Linked DNA regions of Mus musculus: all the other regions are linked to region 1. The links are chromatin contacts, called in public promoter capture Hi-C maps. All regions are on one chromosome and are shown on one strand. Each heading gives the region's core, a stretch centred on a gene start, on an enhancer-like site or on the middle of the called end of the contact. The rest is flanking DNA. Distances are from core to core; before and after follow the strand shown.

Region 1 (4,907 bases), core at 1,940-4,439:
CCCCACCTGCAGGCTGCAGCACTGCAGTGGAGGCGGGTCGACCCGGCCCGGAGGAGGGCGCGAGGCGGCCAGAACCATGGACAGCTCCCCCAGCCGCAGTGCGCAGCCGCAGTGCTCTGAATGCCTTAACTCCTTCCAGGCTAAAGCGCCGCAAGTCAGCGCGCAGCCGCAGTGCCTATGGCTTAGGCTTCATGGCTAGAGGCCACCTATCCTACAACTTGCGTAACCCCTTCCTTCCCAGGGACCCGCGGAAGGGTGGGCAGCCACTACAGCGCACAGGTGCAGGGTTGGTTTCCCCTGGAGTGACCCTTAAGCAGAAGGCATGGAGGGGTACCAAGGCTCTGTAAGAAGGAAAAGAAAGCGGAGTCAGAAGGACTGGACCCTGAGCTTGGAGGTGGTTTACGGTCCCAACTTGCAAGAAGGTCCACCTGGAGGTTGGAAAGTACCGGCACACAGTAGATACTCAAATAAATAATTTTTAAAAACAGTACAAATAAATGAGTAACCTTCGTAGCAATTCTCAACCCCTAATCTGACTGTCACCCAAAGAATCTATCTCTGTTTCAGCACCCTTCAATGGGGTCAAAGAATGAAGGACTACTCAGGCCATCGAGTGGGGGAGGAGATGCTCAGAGGCCCAAAGGAGCATCTGGGGCCATGTCCCTCCTGCCCCTCTTACTTTCCCCTTCCCCCCAACTCAACCCCAAATGTCGCCAATTCAGCGCTTCTCAGGGACTAAACTTTATGTGAAGCCTCCGTTCCCCCCACTTTGTTCCCCCCCCTCCCCCCCGCAGTACGAATGCGGCACTGCGGCTCAGCGTCCTTCCTGGCCCAGGACGCAGCACGGTGGGGGGCGGGGGCGAGTGGAGAATGGCTCTCCCGTTACCCACTTTTGCTAATGCCCCCTCTTTTCCTGAACTCACCCCCAAGCTATTCCCACATACCTCGTTCCAGGGTCTCTTGGCCCAAAGGAAGTTTCAGGAAGGGGCGGGGGGAGAAAAGAAACTATGACCAGAGCTATCAAGAGAGTCTTCATGAGGCCTGGGAAGTTACTGAGGCTTATAAACTTCCAGGAGAGCTCTTTGAGGGACTCTGGGGTTTCTAAGAAAGGAGAGGGTGGAGAAGAGAGGAGGACCGCGGAGGGTTCTGGGTTTACACCAGGGGAAGCAAACAGAAGAGTGATGGTAGGGGGTGTGGGGAAGTGGGGGTGAGAGGGTGAGGGGAGCAAGGCTGGGAGAGGAGAACCTTGCGGGTTGAGCTATCCCAGGAGGGGCTGGGGTGAGAATTGAGAAATTTCTGGGTTGATGACTTGGATTTGAGGTGACACAAACTTCTGAAAGTCACTTGGCAGAATGAGAAAGTAACCGGGGAAGGAGGGATGGAAATGAAATTAATCCCGGAGACACAGGGCAGGTGTGCAGTTGGAGGGAAGGATATACGAACTGTGAGCAATTCGGTGGGAGGGGGGGGAACGACACACATACTGGGGGTACTGGAGAGGATAAGTATAACATAGGGCTCTTTTGGAGACACAGGAGTGGAACCTGCTGGACTCGAGGGAGGAAGTCCTTTGAAGGAGGCTGGTAAAGACGGTGAAGGATTTAAGGGTTTAGAAAGGAAGACGCCACCCCCAGCACACACTCAGCTAGATTGTGGGAAACTGTCCTGACTAGGACCAGTAGTTTGGAGGTTCAGAAGGCTCTGAGGGTTCCTTGGGGGGCGGAGATCTTCTAGAACTTTTGAGAGCTAAGAGCAGAAGATCACAAACAGCCAGGAGGCCCAAAGTTGAGAGAAAAACAGATCTAGGAGTTGGGCCCAGGGAGAATGAGGGAGGGCTCCAAGGAGGGAGAGATGGAGATGGAACTTCAGAGGGTCTGGAGATGGGTGGGACCTGGGACACTGAGGATCGGGAATAAGAAAATGGCTTTGGAGTGTTCAAGGGACAGTGGGAGAAGTTTTGAAGAGGCTGAGGCCATTCTGGGGACCTGCCAAAGGTCTCAGAAGGTGTGTGAGAAAGGTGGGGTAGGACTGTCAGGGAAATCCAGCTAGGAAGCTGTTCCCCAGGATCTATGATGACTAGGAGCAGCAGCGAGTTGGGGTTTAGAAGGTCCCAGGGACGCTTAAGTTTTCGGGAGGTGTCCTTGGAAGGGTGGTCTAAAGAGAGGGGTGTGTTTGCAGGGGTGCAGGGAACTCCAGCTGCAAGGAGGAAGGGCTTCCAGAGAACTGGAGGGCTCAAGAGGAGGAGGGACACTGGGATGGAGTGCTCCGGAAACAGAGCGGTTGGGATAATTAGGAGTGCTCGGAGAGCGCGCTCACCCTGGCAGCCCGCGACGAGTAGGGGTCCTCAAAAAGCGCCCACACACGGGGCTGCCAGCGCCGCCACCAGGTGCCGCCCGCGCCGCCCGCGCCCCCGGCAGGTCCTCCGGCACCTCCGCCCGCGTCCTGAAAACACAGACGCTTGAGCTCGCCGCCTGCCCCGTCCAGGCCGCCGCCTCCTGCGCCCGCCTCGTCGTCCAGTCCCGCATCGTGCGCGCCTCCGGCGTTGGCGTTGGCGTTGGCCGAGGAGTCCGGGGCCTCGAAAGAGTCCAGTGCCTCCTCAGCGTCACGGTGCTGGCGATAGGTCATCCAGCAGCAGGCCTCCACGTCCGTCTCGTCTATGCCCCAGAAGCCCAGCTCCTCCTCGAAGAGCGGCCCGCACACGTCGGCCGGGCAGTGCAGTTTGCCGGTGCGGTAGTAGTTGAGCACGTAGGCGAAGACGCCCGGGTGACGGTCGAAGAAGAACTCGTCCGTGCCCGGGTCGTAGTCAAAGCGCGCGGCCGCCTCGGGCTCGGTCAGCCCGGCCAGTCTGGTCCCTGGCAGGGTGCGCAACGTGGAGCGGTACGTCTCATGGCGCACGCCGCCCACGTTGATCACGATCTTACCGCTGTCGCCGCCGCCGCCGCCGTGCCGCCCCATGGCCACCGCCGGCAGCCCGGGGCATGGCTCGGCACGCCGGCCCCCAGGCCCGCAGGAAAGCGGGGCACCCGCCGGGGAGGCGGCAGTGCCGGGCTGAGAGCACTGCTGCTGCTGCGGCGGCGGCAGAGGCGGCGGTGAGGACTCAGGCGGCTGCGGCGTTGGCACCGGCTGAGGCTGCTGCTTGCCGGTCCCCTGGCGCCCGCGGAACGACCAGACGCACACTGAACTGAGCATTGGACAGGGAGGCGGGGCTGGGAGGGGGCAGGGTCTCGGGGGCGGGGCCCGGGTAGAGAGGCAGACGTGATTGGACAGGAGGAGGCGATGAATGGATGGGAGGGTGTGATTGGGCAGGTGGAGGGAGGGCACGAGCTGATTGGGCTGAGCGACTGGGCGGGGCCACGGCTAGGCAGACTCCGACCCAGCCTAGCTAGAGGAGGTGGGGTTGCACAGAAAGCTCAGGGATTGGATCCTACCTAGGAGAGGGCGGGGCGTCAAGGGGACCCTAAAAATGCCTAACTCAGCAGCACAGCGAAAATGGAGACCTCAGAGCCAGGTATGGGAAAGAGCCAGGTACCGTGAAGGAAGGGGGATCAGGCGTTCAAGGTCATGCTACAAAGTGAGATAGAGGCCAGCCTGGGCTGCATGAGACTCTGCCTCGAAAAAAAAAGGCCTATCAATTCTGGTGGGGGTAGGGGTGAGGAACGGGTTGGGGGGTGGTGGGTGGGGGGAAAGAAGTCACAACAAGAGAAGCTGACAAAAAGAAAACAAATTGCCTAGAGCCCGGGCAGGCGGGACCTGCACTGAAAAGGCAAATGAACGGGAAAGTAGGAGTAATTGGATGCAGCGAGCCCAAGAGATTATTAACAATCCTTATTGGGCCGCGACAATGAGGGGGGAGGGTCTCAACTGGGGTGAGGGCGGTACAAGGGAACTAGAGGTGGAGTTGGAACTTGATTAAATAAAAAAACTCACAGGAGACAGTCGAAGCGGAAGATACTGGGACGCTATGGTAAAGGAAGGAAGGCGAGGCCTGGGAGCCTCTGGATGAAAGCTGGGGAGGGGCGGAGGCTGCAAGTTGTGGAGTTGAGGGAGGTCTTAGGTTCGCTGTCCTCCTGCTTCAACATTAGCATCCCAAGTAGCTGAGATGACAGATGAGCACCACCATGTCCAACTGGATGTTGCAAATTTGGACTTCGTTAGACGGGGTTAGACCTGGGCGAAGAGGATCCGGACGAATGGGAGACACAGGCAGATGGACAGGGTCTATATCTTATATGAAACACCTTCAATAGTCCAGAGGAAGATGCGACTAGTAAGTGGATGGCAAAGTGGGGCGCTAAAAATGAGCATTTAGAGAGCCAGAAGCCTCCAGGCTGGTGGGATGGAGTTCTGGAAATGAGATGCCTGTTAGGGGAAGGACACTCATTGCTGGGCACGGGGCTGGGGGTGGGCTGGAATAGAGAGATTCATTGGTAGAGACCCCGGAGGATGGTCCACTACGTCTTAGGGAAGGGGCAAAAGTTGCCAGCTGGTGGAAGAAAGGGGATGAAGCGTAGACAACAAAGAGTGCAGACAGAAGGGCCAAGAGATGGGTAAAGGAGTGGGGACCAGGCATGCAGGAAAGAGCGCCACCGGGAGCACGGACAACAGCCTCTCAGCCACGAGGTCAGACGGGACCATTGGGAAGGGGCGGGGTTATGGAGGGAAAAGTGAGAAGCCAGAGGAAAGACCTCACACCTCCGAGCGGGTAGGCCCCGCCCTCTGGGCGGTCTTAGGCGCAGGGCCGGCAGTGCGCGAGTGCAGTGGCTGCGGCGGGGGCTGCAGCGGGAGGAGGCGCCTGCGGGAACGAAGAGGGCGGGTCACGGGCTGCGGCGGTCGCTGGCTCCTCGCCTTCCTCTGCAGGCTTTACGCGGGTTCGTATTCCCGTCTCCAGACCCGTTCCCGCTAATGTG
Region 2 (4,989 bases), core at 2,464-4,963, 1.1 Mb before region 1:
GGGTGGTGCTCAGGACAGGAGTAGCATGCACACACGGGGGTGGGGGGGGGTGGGGGTGTCAGTCACCTGGAGGGAGGTAATATTGAGAGCCCTGTCGATGAGGATCCAGGTGACAGTCTCAGAGCACGGAGGAGTGCTGAGAGATCCCTGATAGGTGATGAAGCCGAAGGATTCTGGGAACAGGAGCTCCAGGCTCAGGTCTTGAAGAAAGTAGGCATCATCTGCGCAGACATCAAGTCAGCGTAAAAGGGGGTCCCAGATAATGCACAGGGACTTAGTTATGTCTGTTGTCGTATGGAGACTGAATGTAAGGCTTCGGACATGCTAGGCAGGTACCACTGCACCAGGCCCCCAGCCCCTCACCGGGAGATTCTGACCAGGCGCTCGTGACCAAGCTGCATCATCTCCAACCACTCTTCCCTTTCTGTTGTCACCCTGGCTCTTGCTAAGTAGCCCAGGCTGACCTTGAACTTACTCTGTAGCCCACCCTCCTTCCTCAGCCTTCCTAGGAACTGGGGACGCCACCCCTAGCTTGGGGGACTTACTTTTGTAGGAGATTCGGGTGATAGTGTCCCGGTTGAGGAGGCGACTGAGGAATGGGTTGGAACTGCCAGCCACCTACGCAGGAGGCACGAGGCGAGGGAGACGGCAGCCCAGACCTGCTCCACAAAGACCCACCACCCCAGGCTAGCCTCCCAGCCTCCCTGTCCCTCACACCCTGGAAGCCAGTTGCCCTCCTTGCCTCCCTCACATTGACAAAGAGGCTGAGAATGGCCAGGCCGTTGGGGCCCCTTGAGGCAGCACTGAGGTTCCCATAGAGTTCTTGGTTGAAGTGGATTAGCTGCACCTGGGGTGGAAGAGGAGGCACAGAGAAGGGTTTCTTAGCGGAAGATTCAGAGACGATAGATGGTTTCAACTCTCAGGGCTTTGGTGTCCAGAACCGCACCAGGAATTAGTACTTAGGGTAGGGAGAGGCGGCCCTGAGTAGCAGGATGGGTTGAAGCATAAGCTAAGAAACCAGGGTGATCTAGTGTTGGAGGGTCAGGTGAGGGGTCACCACCTCAGCGGAGAAGCCTTCATGGTTGATCTGGTGTTCAGAGCCGGCACCATCTCGAGCTCCAAATAGCAGGCGCAGTTCACTGAGTCGGTGGCTATAAAGAAGGGGACCCCCAGACACGTTGACCACAGGTCGGGATGCAGGTAGGAAGGAGACATGGCGGCCAGTGTTGTACAAGGTTCCCCGGAGCTGCAGGAGAGGTATAAACTATTGGGGGACACAGGGAGAGGAACCTCTCCCATCCTCCACTCTTATTCCCCAAGTCCAACGATTATCTAATATAGCTTGGGCATCAGCTACTCCCCAGGCTCAGACCATATCTTTTGAGGTGCTTAACACTGGTGTCTTAATTCAGTTAACAAGTACTGAACTGCCGGGCAGTGGTGGCACACACCTTTAATCCCAGCACTTGGGAGGCAGAGGCAGGCGAATTTCTGAGTTCAAGGCTAGCCTGGTCTACAAAGTGAGTTCCAGGACAGCCAGGGCTATACAGAGAAACCCTGTCTCAAACAACAACAACAACAAAAAAAAAAAAAAGAAAGAAAAAAGAAAAACAAACAAAAAAATACTCCTAGCCCCGATTTGAGGTCTCGTGGGCAGTTATGGGGATTTGCCATAGTTTATGTTGTTGTTGTTGTTGGCTTTTTGAGACAGGGAGGCTTTGAATCGTCCCTCCCCCTGCCTCAGTCTTTGGGTGGTAGGGATGATGGTGAACTCCACAAGGGGGTGGGGGGCTTTGGTTGGCTGGACTGCAGGACACAGAGCTGAAGGCCGAGCAGGAGGACCGGATGGGAGAGGACAATGGTGGACAGGACCCCGCGAGCCTAGTGAGAAAGCCGGCCTGAGGCACTGGGGTACGGCGGAGAAAATGACGCTGGGGCTTCTGGCTCATGGTGCCAGCGCTTCTACAGAAATGGGTACTGCAGAGAGCTTCCTGAGTACAGACACTGAGACCATGTCACTTGGCCGGATGGCTGTGTGACCCCAGGCAAGTAACATAAACTCTCTGGTCCATAAAAGAAAGCTAAAAAGATAGTAGGTTATTGTGAAGATGAGTGGGTTTGTTTAGTCTTTTCAATGCTTGGCATGAGTTGTCTTCTGTTTTCACTGCTTGGGTAGACATTGGGAAGCTGAGGAAAGCAGTGGGAAAGGGCAGGCCGGGTGATCTTCAGAGAGTAACTATTTATTCCCCATGGTTCGCCATCCACCTCAGCCCAGGTCCCCTCTGCTTAGACCCGCCCCACTGCAAAGCTTACCTTCTCTCCCCCGGTGCTGAGTCTGAGCGGGGGCAGAAAAGGGTCATAAAGAACCCGCTTCAGCTCCACATCCACGGGGCTCTGCCGCTTCCCCACAGCGCACAGGCTCCAGGCAGCGTTCACCAGGCCCCAGAAGGGAGGCCCTATGGGAACAGAAATAGGCTGGATTCCAGGCAGGACCTGCTGTGTGGATTGGGGCAGGGATAACCCCAGCTGAAGGAAGAAAACGAGGGAGGAAATCAGGAGCTTTGGGTCTAAGAGAGAAAGAACATGAGAGCCAGAATCCTGATTCCTCGAAGAATTTTGGAATCCCTTCCTAGGAGCTCATAACTGCTCCAAGCCTTGTTCCCATCTTTAAAAGGGCTATGTGAAAACAGAACTACAACTCCCAGTAAGCCTCAGGGGTGAAAACAACTCATCAATCTCCGGCCTGCCCCGTAGCCCCATGGGAGTTGTAGTTCTTTTAGTCTCCCAGGTCCCACAGCTGGATAAGAATATTAGGGGAGAAGAGTTATAAAAGAGGACTTCGAAGCCCCGGGCGAGGGGGCGGGACAGGGACCCGAGCTACCGAGTGTGTGCCTTCCAGCAGGAATAGGACCTGTCTATGGCTGCAAACACACACATTTCTCCACCCCCACACTTTCCTTGCACTCACTCCCACTCACTACTTGAAATGCGCATGTATAATGTCCCATGGTGAGCCGCTGAGGTTCAGAGGCTGGGCCCCACTCCTGAGGGAAGAAGGCAGGGGCTGGGAGCTTTGGTCCTATGGAAGATGAGAAGATCGAGGACCCAGACTCCTGAGCCTAGGAAAAACGGCGCCTAGGGATATGGGGTCGGGCTCTGGGTCTCCACCCTGTTTGCACCTGGCACGAAGTTTCCCTGGAGATTCTCCTTGTAGCTCCACCAGTCCTCGGGATCAGGTGCAGGTCCGATGTGAGCTGGGAAGAGAGCAGCTGCATCCCTCTCCTAGGCACCCCACCCTGTCCCTCCCTCAGAGGATGCTGCCAGGACCCCCAGGTCTTACCTGCCGCTCCCAGTGCGGCCCAGAGTACCAGCGCTTGAGGGGCGCTCAGGCGAGCGGCACCCCCCATCCAAGAGGCCTCGGAGCGACCCTTTCCCAGCGCCCGACCCCCTAGCTCTTCCCTCCCCTCCTCTTGGGACTTCCAGCCTGGCTGTCACCAGAACGGGAGCCCCAGCTCCCGGGATACAGGGGCTGGGACCGTGTACCCCAGAGCCCGTTTGACGCTCACTCCTCCGCCCGCCTGGGCCCGCTCCCTGCACTCGCTCTACCTCCCGAAGCTGCGATCGCCCTCGCCGGCCCCGGGTCCCTCTCGGTGCCAATGCACACCCCTTCTTCGCTCTCAACCAGCGAACCCGGCCGCGCACTCGCCGCGTGCGCTCCTCTCCCTCCGCCTCCTCCCTCACCCTGCCTTCTCTTCTTCCCTCTGTCCTCTTCCTCCTCCCTATTCGACTCTGCCTTCCCTTCTTCCTTCTATCTCACCTCCTCCCTCACCCTGCGCTGCCTCTCCCTCTTTCCATCTCCACCTCCTCTCGTCTTCTTCCCCACCCCCTCTTCCATCACCTCTGGTCCTGCTTCCCTCTTCCCCACCCACTTGCTCCCACTGGTTTGATGTTTGGTTGGGGGGTCTCCGCAGTAGAAAGGGCCGCACCCCTGGGCCCAGCCCTGGAAAGGGAGGTGCAGTGTAGCCGACGGAGCCCGAGGCCCCCAGCTCCAGGTGCCAAGGCTAGAAAGGACCGGGCGCTAGGGGCCTGGCGTGCAGAAAACCAGCTGGTCAGGACGGGGAGGCAGAGGCTTGCGGGACTGGAGGGTGAGAAGGCTGGAGGTGAGCTGATGCTGGGAAGGAGGGACAAGGTGCCCTGAAAGGGGACCAGGGGGAGCAAGATGTCAAGTGGCAGGGAAAGACAGAAATAGACACAGGGAGACTTTATGGTCAGGGCTGGGCAAGAAGGAGAGACAAATAAAGAGACACATTACAGAGTCACAGAGACACAGAGAGAGTGCTTAGAGACAAGCGAGCAAGATGCTATGCAGAAAGGAAAGAGAGATAGAGACTAAAAAGCATGATGTCGGGTCATAGAAAAAGAGACAAAGGCATAACTACATAGAGGGAGCATGGTGGTTCTCACTTCCCATCCCTGCATGCAGGAGGCTGATTGGAAGCCATCCTGTGCTACACAGTAAGACCTTGTCTGAACAAAACAACTAACAGCTCACAGGAAAAAAAAAAAAAAAAAGAATGAATAAGTCACAGAAGGACAGAGAGGTGGAGAGAGGCAACCACCAAGAAATACAGTAGAGATAGACACAAGGAGACCCACCCATGGGATTAGAGGAGCCAGGTGGGCCAGCAAGAAGGATGAAGACGGAGTGGAATAAATGCAGATACAGAGACACATCGGGAGATACCAAGGCACAGAATAGAGAGAGAAAGATCATTTAGGCAGGAAATGGAGGGCAGACAGAGACCCAAAGATACACAAACACCAAGTATAAAAGAACAGAGAAGGAGACCTGGAGCCTCACAGAAGGGGCCCCATATACAGAGTTGCTCATGCACAGAGCAAGACAGAAGGACAGAAGCCCAGGCAGAGGAGAGGGCCTAGTCACAGACCAAATGACTTGAGGAGAGCACCGAGGACAGAGGGAGGCAG
Region 3 (4,798 bases), core at 1,478-3,977, 1.2 Mb before region 1:
CACGTCCTTCACCGGGTATTCTGTCTTTAGAACCCCTGTCCACGGACATACCTGTAGGGCTGAGCCTCGGAGATGAACTTGCGCTGTTCCAGGGGCCCGGCACTAGCCCGGAGTTCCTTCACCACCACCTGGGCTGGCGAGTAGTCTGAGAAAACCTCCCCGAGGATCACCTGATCAAGGAGCGCTAGGATCAATGCTGACCTGTGTCCAGCCCGTCCCCGGGGCAGCTCCATACACCCCAAACTCCCAACCACTTCCAGGCCTTCCCTTCATGTCCCACCTCCCTGGTCCCCTACCAGACACGGAGTGAGAGACTCACAGGCCCAGAATCCGATGCACGCGGGACGGATGGAAGGATGGACAGACTGACGGACGCGTGGAGAGCCGGGTGGCGAGGCGGAGTGGTCAATGGAGTGAGGAGGGAGGCGCTGACCGACAGATGTGGGGGTAGGTGGGTGGGAGTGGGTGGGAGTGGGAGGGGCAGGCTGCAGGGCATGGGGCTGGGGAGGCCAAGAGCAGATGACAAATGGGGGTAGACACAGAACAGGAGCACATGCCAGAGATGTATGGATAACCCTTCTGCCTCCCACCCAGGCCCCTCACCTTCCCAAACCAGCCGCTGCCAATCTCCTGCAGGTAGCTGAGGTGCTGGCGGCTCAGGCCCAGGGGGGTGCTGATGTCTGAGGAGGGGGCGGGAGGGGAGGCCCTGAGTTCTCCTATCAAAGATGCCCCACACCACCACAGTGGGAGGGGTCTGAGGTCAGAGTAGACAACAGTCTCCTTTTATTGGCTGTCTCCAACATTCCATGGCAGGGTCCAGCCTCCTCATTGGCTGCCCATGAGATCCAGAGCCCAATCAGCCCTTCCCTTTGGCAACCCTAGCTCCAGTCCGCTTATAGGCTGGCTCCCAGGTTAAGATCTAGGCTGATGGCACCAGGGCCATCCTGCAGGATTCTCTCGATCTGGGATTTTCTACAAGATGGTGTGTGTGGCTTCCCTGTAAGTTACTTCCACGAATCTAGGGCTCTGCATTCTGCCCTCTCCCCTCCCTGAGCCACGAAAGGAAGCCCTCAGTGTTGGGATCGCAGGATTCTGGGGTGGAAGGAGCAGTACCTGAGTGTGGAGGCTGCGGGGCAGGCATTGGCAGTGAGACCTCTGCCAGCGGCAGAATATAGACATCAGGCAGCGACTGTGAGGAGGAGGTCTCCTCCGCAGGGGGGGTGTACTCCCCAGAGCAGTCCTCCCCTTCCGGGTTCTCAAACTCCTGGGGTACGAGAGGTGAAGAATGGGAGCATCGGGAGGAGGGTGCTGAGATGCCGCCATCCTGCCCTAATTGCCTCCCTTCAGTCCACAGACCTGTCCCTCAAATCCCAGCCCAATTTCCGCTAGTGTGCGCATCCCAAAGCCGTAGGTCTTGGGAGTGCTCTGGGACCTCCAGTCTCTTTGCTGCCTGGGGTCTTTCTCCCAGGTTAGTCCTAGGGCACCTCACCTTGAAACGAACATCACCCCGTTTGCAACACAGACAGGTAAGGAGGAGAAAGATGAAGGCCAGCAGACCCGAACAGGAAATGAGGACCACAGCGTAGGGCGGAGCCAAAGGGGCCCGGCTCAGAGCGAATCCATCTGTGGGCATAAGGCTAGGCTGGGGTCTGGGCTTCAAGACACTGGCTACCGGACTCATGCCCCTCCCATCCTAGGCTAGTCTTGGACTACAACCCCCATGATGCTCCGAATCCAGGGGCTCCTTGGCAGGGGAGCCAGGTGGTCTAACGTATTGTGGGAGTTGTAGTTTAAGGTCTTCCCAGGTGGTTGGGGGTGGGGTCCCTCCTATCGTTTCAAACTGGGACCCACCCCCCACCCCAAACGCATCCCGTAACCCGGATACATTCCAGTGACCAGCAATAGTGAGGCCTGGAGCTCTGAGAATTTACAATATGCTACCATAGACAGCTTCATGACCATCATTCCCCCAATAGCAGGCTGTTGGCAGATATTTGCCCCGAGCTGAACGCACTGCCCACCCCACGCCTGAAGGGTGACTGAGAACTGTTTCTTTTAAAGACACAGGGAACACAGACTTGTTCTCTAGCCTCAGCCTCAGACCTGAGGGAGGGGTCTCTGCAAAGCCTCAGCTGTGTTCCCCTTAGAAATAGGGTCTCTCTCTTTCCCAAAGGCCGCGGCCTTCCATCTCCCCGCGCACCCGTGTGCACTCGCGTGCACATGAGCTCACATGCACGCTCACAAGCACGCACTCGGCCCGCAGCCCACTCCCCACCCGCCCTGGCTGGTCTCCCTGGCCCTGCAGACCCGTTGGTCCCCAGGGACTGCGCACAGGTGCCGGGCGGACCCGGTGGGGGTGGGGCGCGGGCCGCGGACGGCTGGACATACTCACCCGGGTGCGCTGGGGACGCCAGGCAGCCGGAGGCGGAGACGGCCGCCAGGAGGATGAGTGCGCCGGGTGCAGGCATCTTGTCCAGGATGGAAGGGAGGTGGAGGAATCGGCGGCTGGGGAGGAGGGGGGGCGGGCCCTCAGCCCCCAGCCATGGGGACCCGCTCAACCCTGGCCTCCCTCAGCCCAGGAGAGGGGCGGGAGATGCAGGACAGGGGGAGGGAGGGGTTGCTTACTGGTTCTGATACCCCCCTCCCCCTCCTCGAAAGGACAGACGGATGAAGGGATGGAGAGGCGGACGGAGGAGAGGAGCTGGGGAGCCGGGGTTGCTGGGGTAGGGGGGAGGGGAAGATGGGGGGGGGAGAGAACGAGGGCCCCGCCCCCGAGGACAATCGGGATTGGGGGAGCAGAGAGCCTGTCAGAGGAAGGGTGGGAGGAGGAAGGAGGGAGCGTTGTCATGGCAACTGGTTCCCGGTTGCATTGGCTGCCAGGCGGGAGGGGAGAATAGGGAGGGGGAGGAGGGACAGACAGAGACCAACAGACCCTTGGAGGGGGGCAGGGTCCACAGTGCGTGGCCCTGACACCACTGTGACACAACACTGGTGCCCACACGTGTGCTACATGCTAAGATGCAGATAGCAAGCCCACGCAGCCCACACACAGCTGAGACATGTCACAGGAACCTTCACAAGCGCCTCTCATACAAAGGTGGACAGCCATCAGCAAACGGAGACAAGGACACGTCACACACAAAGACACAGGGACAGACCACACTGAGAATGCATAGGCAGTCCAGACTCTGGTTGGTACAGATTCACCCAGCCACACAGGAATACCCAGCATCACATGAACACACACGCACACGCACACATACAACACAGAGCTCCAAACATAGGGAGGTATCACAAAGATCCATTCAGACCCTTTGGGACATGAGGAGGCATGCTGTCATAAACTGATATTCCACACAGGCAACAAAGAACACACAGAAATCACTAACTCAAACACGTAAAGCCAGTTGCATGCACACAGACACAGGCTTGTCAGTCACATATGGAGCATACAGAAACAACACATGCATGTATGCAGGCACGGGGTTTGCACATTGCTCACCTTCAGGGACAAATGCATATCACATACATGCACACGGGAACACACGGTTCATACATGCAGAGCTACATAGCTTATGCAAAAACACAAATATAGAACGGGTACAAACATGCCCTGTGCACACGTATTACACACAAAGGCACACCACCTACCTAAATAGACAGCATGAATGGACACACTCTTTAGACGTGATTATGAGGACTCCTTATCCACTGCAGTCTCACACCACAGACATCAACACACATGGGCACAAAAGATGCATAAGCGTAGTTTATTTCATGTATTTATTCTTGGCAGGATTTACTCTGCGCCAGGCGTTTCCCAAGATTTACAGTATTACCTTCCAATCATTACAACAGCCCCCAAGACAGGTTCTTTTTTCATGCCCAATGTATAGGTAAGGAAACTGAGGCACAGAGAGGGGCAGTCACCTGCCCCATGCACAGAACAGGGGATAGGCAGAGGTAAGGCTGGAACCTGGCCGTCAGGGACACCGACACATCAGACAAGACACACACACACACACACATCACGTGCCAGGCTGCAGTCTCGGGGTCCCACCCTACGCGGCGGCACACAGAACTGCAGACACACCCGGAAGCGCGGACTGCCGCCCTCGGCGAGGATGTCTCCATGGTCCAGGAATACCTGCGACTCGTCCCCTCAATGAGGCTGGACCAGAGCTGCGCGCGCAGCACGGCTCACTGGGGGCACGGGGAGGAGGGGAAGCCTCGCGGGGGGCTCACTGGAGAAACTGAGGCAGGATCATCGTGGAATGGAAGTTCAGAAAGGTACAGGGAATGGGATTGCAGTGACCGGGGAGTGAGCACGCAAAGCGGACCCCCTGACTGAAGAACCAGAGCCTGGAGAAAGAGAAGCTCACAGGGAGTCGTGGGCCCGCGCAGAGTCTTCTGGGAAATGCAGTCCTTGTTGGTCTAGCGAGGAGGCTTAGGTTGTCCGTTGCGCCACCTGCGGGGGTTTTAGCCTGAGGGTGACAGGCCGGGCGGGCACTGGCTACCAGTAATGAGGGCGGGAAGATTGACGCCGCCGTTTGTTCATAAGTTCACTCAACAAATGTTTACTTTTGAGTATTTGAATGTGGTTGGCTCAGCGGTGTGCCAGGAGTCAGGACTGCTGGAAGAAGCCGGCTATGATGTCCAGCTCTTTAATCACCACCAAAGTTTTGTGTGGATTTGCTTTGTCGAGACGGAGTCTCACTGTATCCCAGCGCTACTGGAACTTACTCTAGCTCTGGACGTCCACGAACAATCTTCTGGCCTCAGGCTCTTGAGTGCTTGG

Evidence for each region. Promoter capture Hi-C pulls out the DNA fragments that hold promoters and counts their contacts.
Region 2: a promoter capture Hi-C map of embryonic stem cells shows a contact between it and region 1, with 3 times the contacts expected there. The contact joins the promoter of Car11 here to the promoter of Kcnc3 in region 1. A contact is called at or near these places in 1 of 39 promoter capture datasets (embryonic stem cells), 1 of 484 Hi-C or Micro-C datasets (embryonic stem cells) and 1 of 115 datasets of contacts at active chromatin or transcription factors (microglia).
Region 3: a promoter capture Hi-C map of liver shows a contact between it and region 1, with 5 times the contacts expected there. The contact joins the promoter of Lmtk3 here to the promoter of Kcnc3 in region 1. A contact is called at or near these places in 1 of 39 promoter capture datasets (liver) and 2 of 9 other capture datasets (adipose tissue and liver).

What each region holds. Positions count from the first base shown.
Region 1 is chr7:44,589,168-44,594,074 of GRCm38.p6, reverse strand. It overlaps Kcnc3 (potassium voltage gated channel, Shaw-related subfamily, member 3), which reads right to left and starts at 3,189. Exons shown (of 4, transcript NM_008422.2): 1 at 2,317-3,189. The coding sequence starts at 3,189.
Region 2 is chr7:45,698,691-45,703,679 of GRCm38.p6, reverse strand. It overlaps Car11 (carbonic anhydrase 11), which reads right to left and starts at 3,713. Exons shown (of 9, transcript NM_009800.4): 1 at 3,341-3,713; 2 at 3,180-3,254; 3 at 2,314-2,456; 4 at 1,061-1,246; 5 at 752-847; 6 at 546-618; 7 at 67-221. The coding sequence starts at 3,407.
Region 3 is chr7:45,783,276-45,788,073 of GRCm38.p6, reverse strand. It overlaps Lmtk3 (lemur tyrosine kinase 3), which reads right to left and starts at 2,727. Exons shown (of 15, transcript NM_001290990.2): 1 at 2,393-2,727; 2 at 1,490-1,623; 3 at 1,114-1,264; 4 at 604-680; 5 at 52-170. The coding sequence starts at 2,468. Gm5897 (predicted gene 5897) reads left to right here and starts at 3,607. Exons shown (of 2, transcript NR_153811.1): 1 at 3,607-4,798.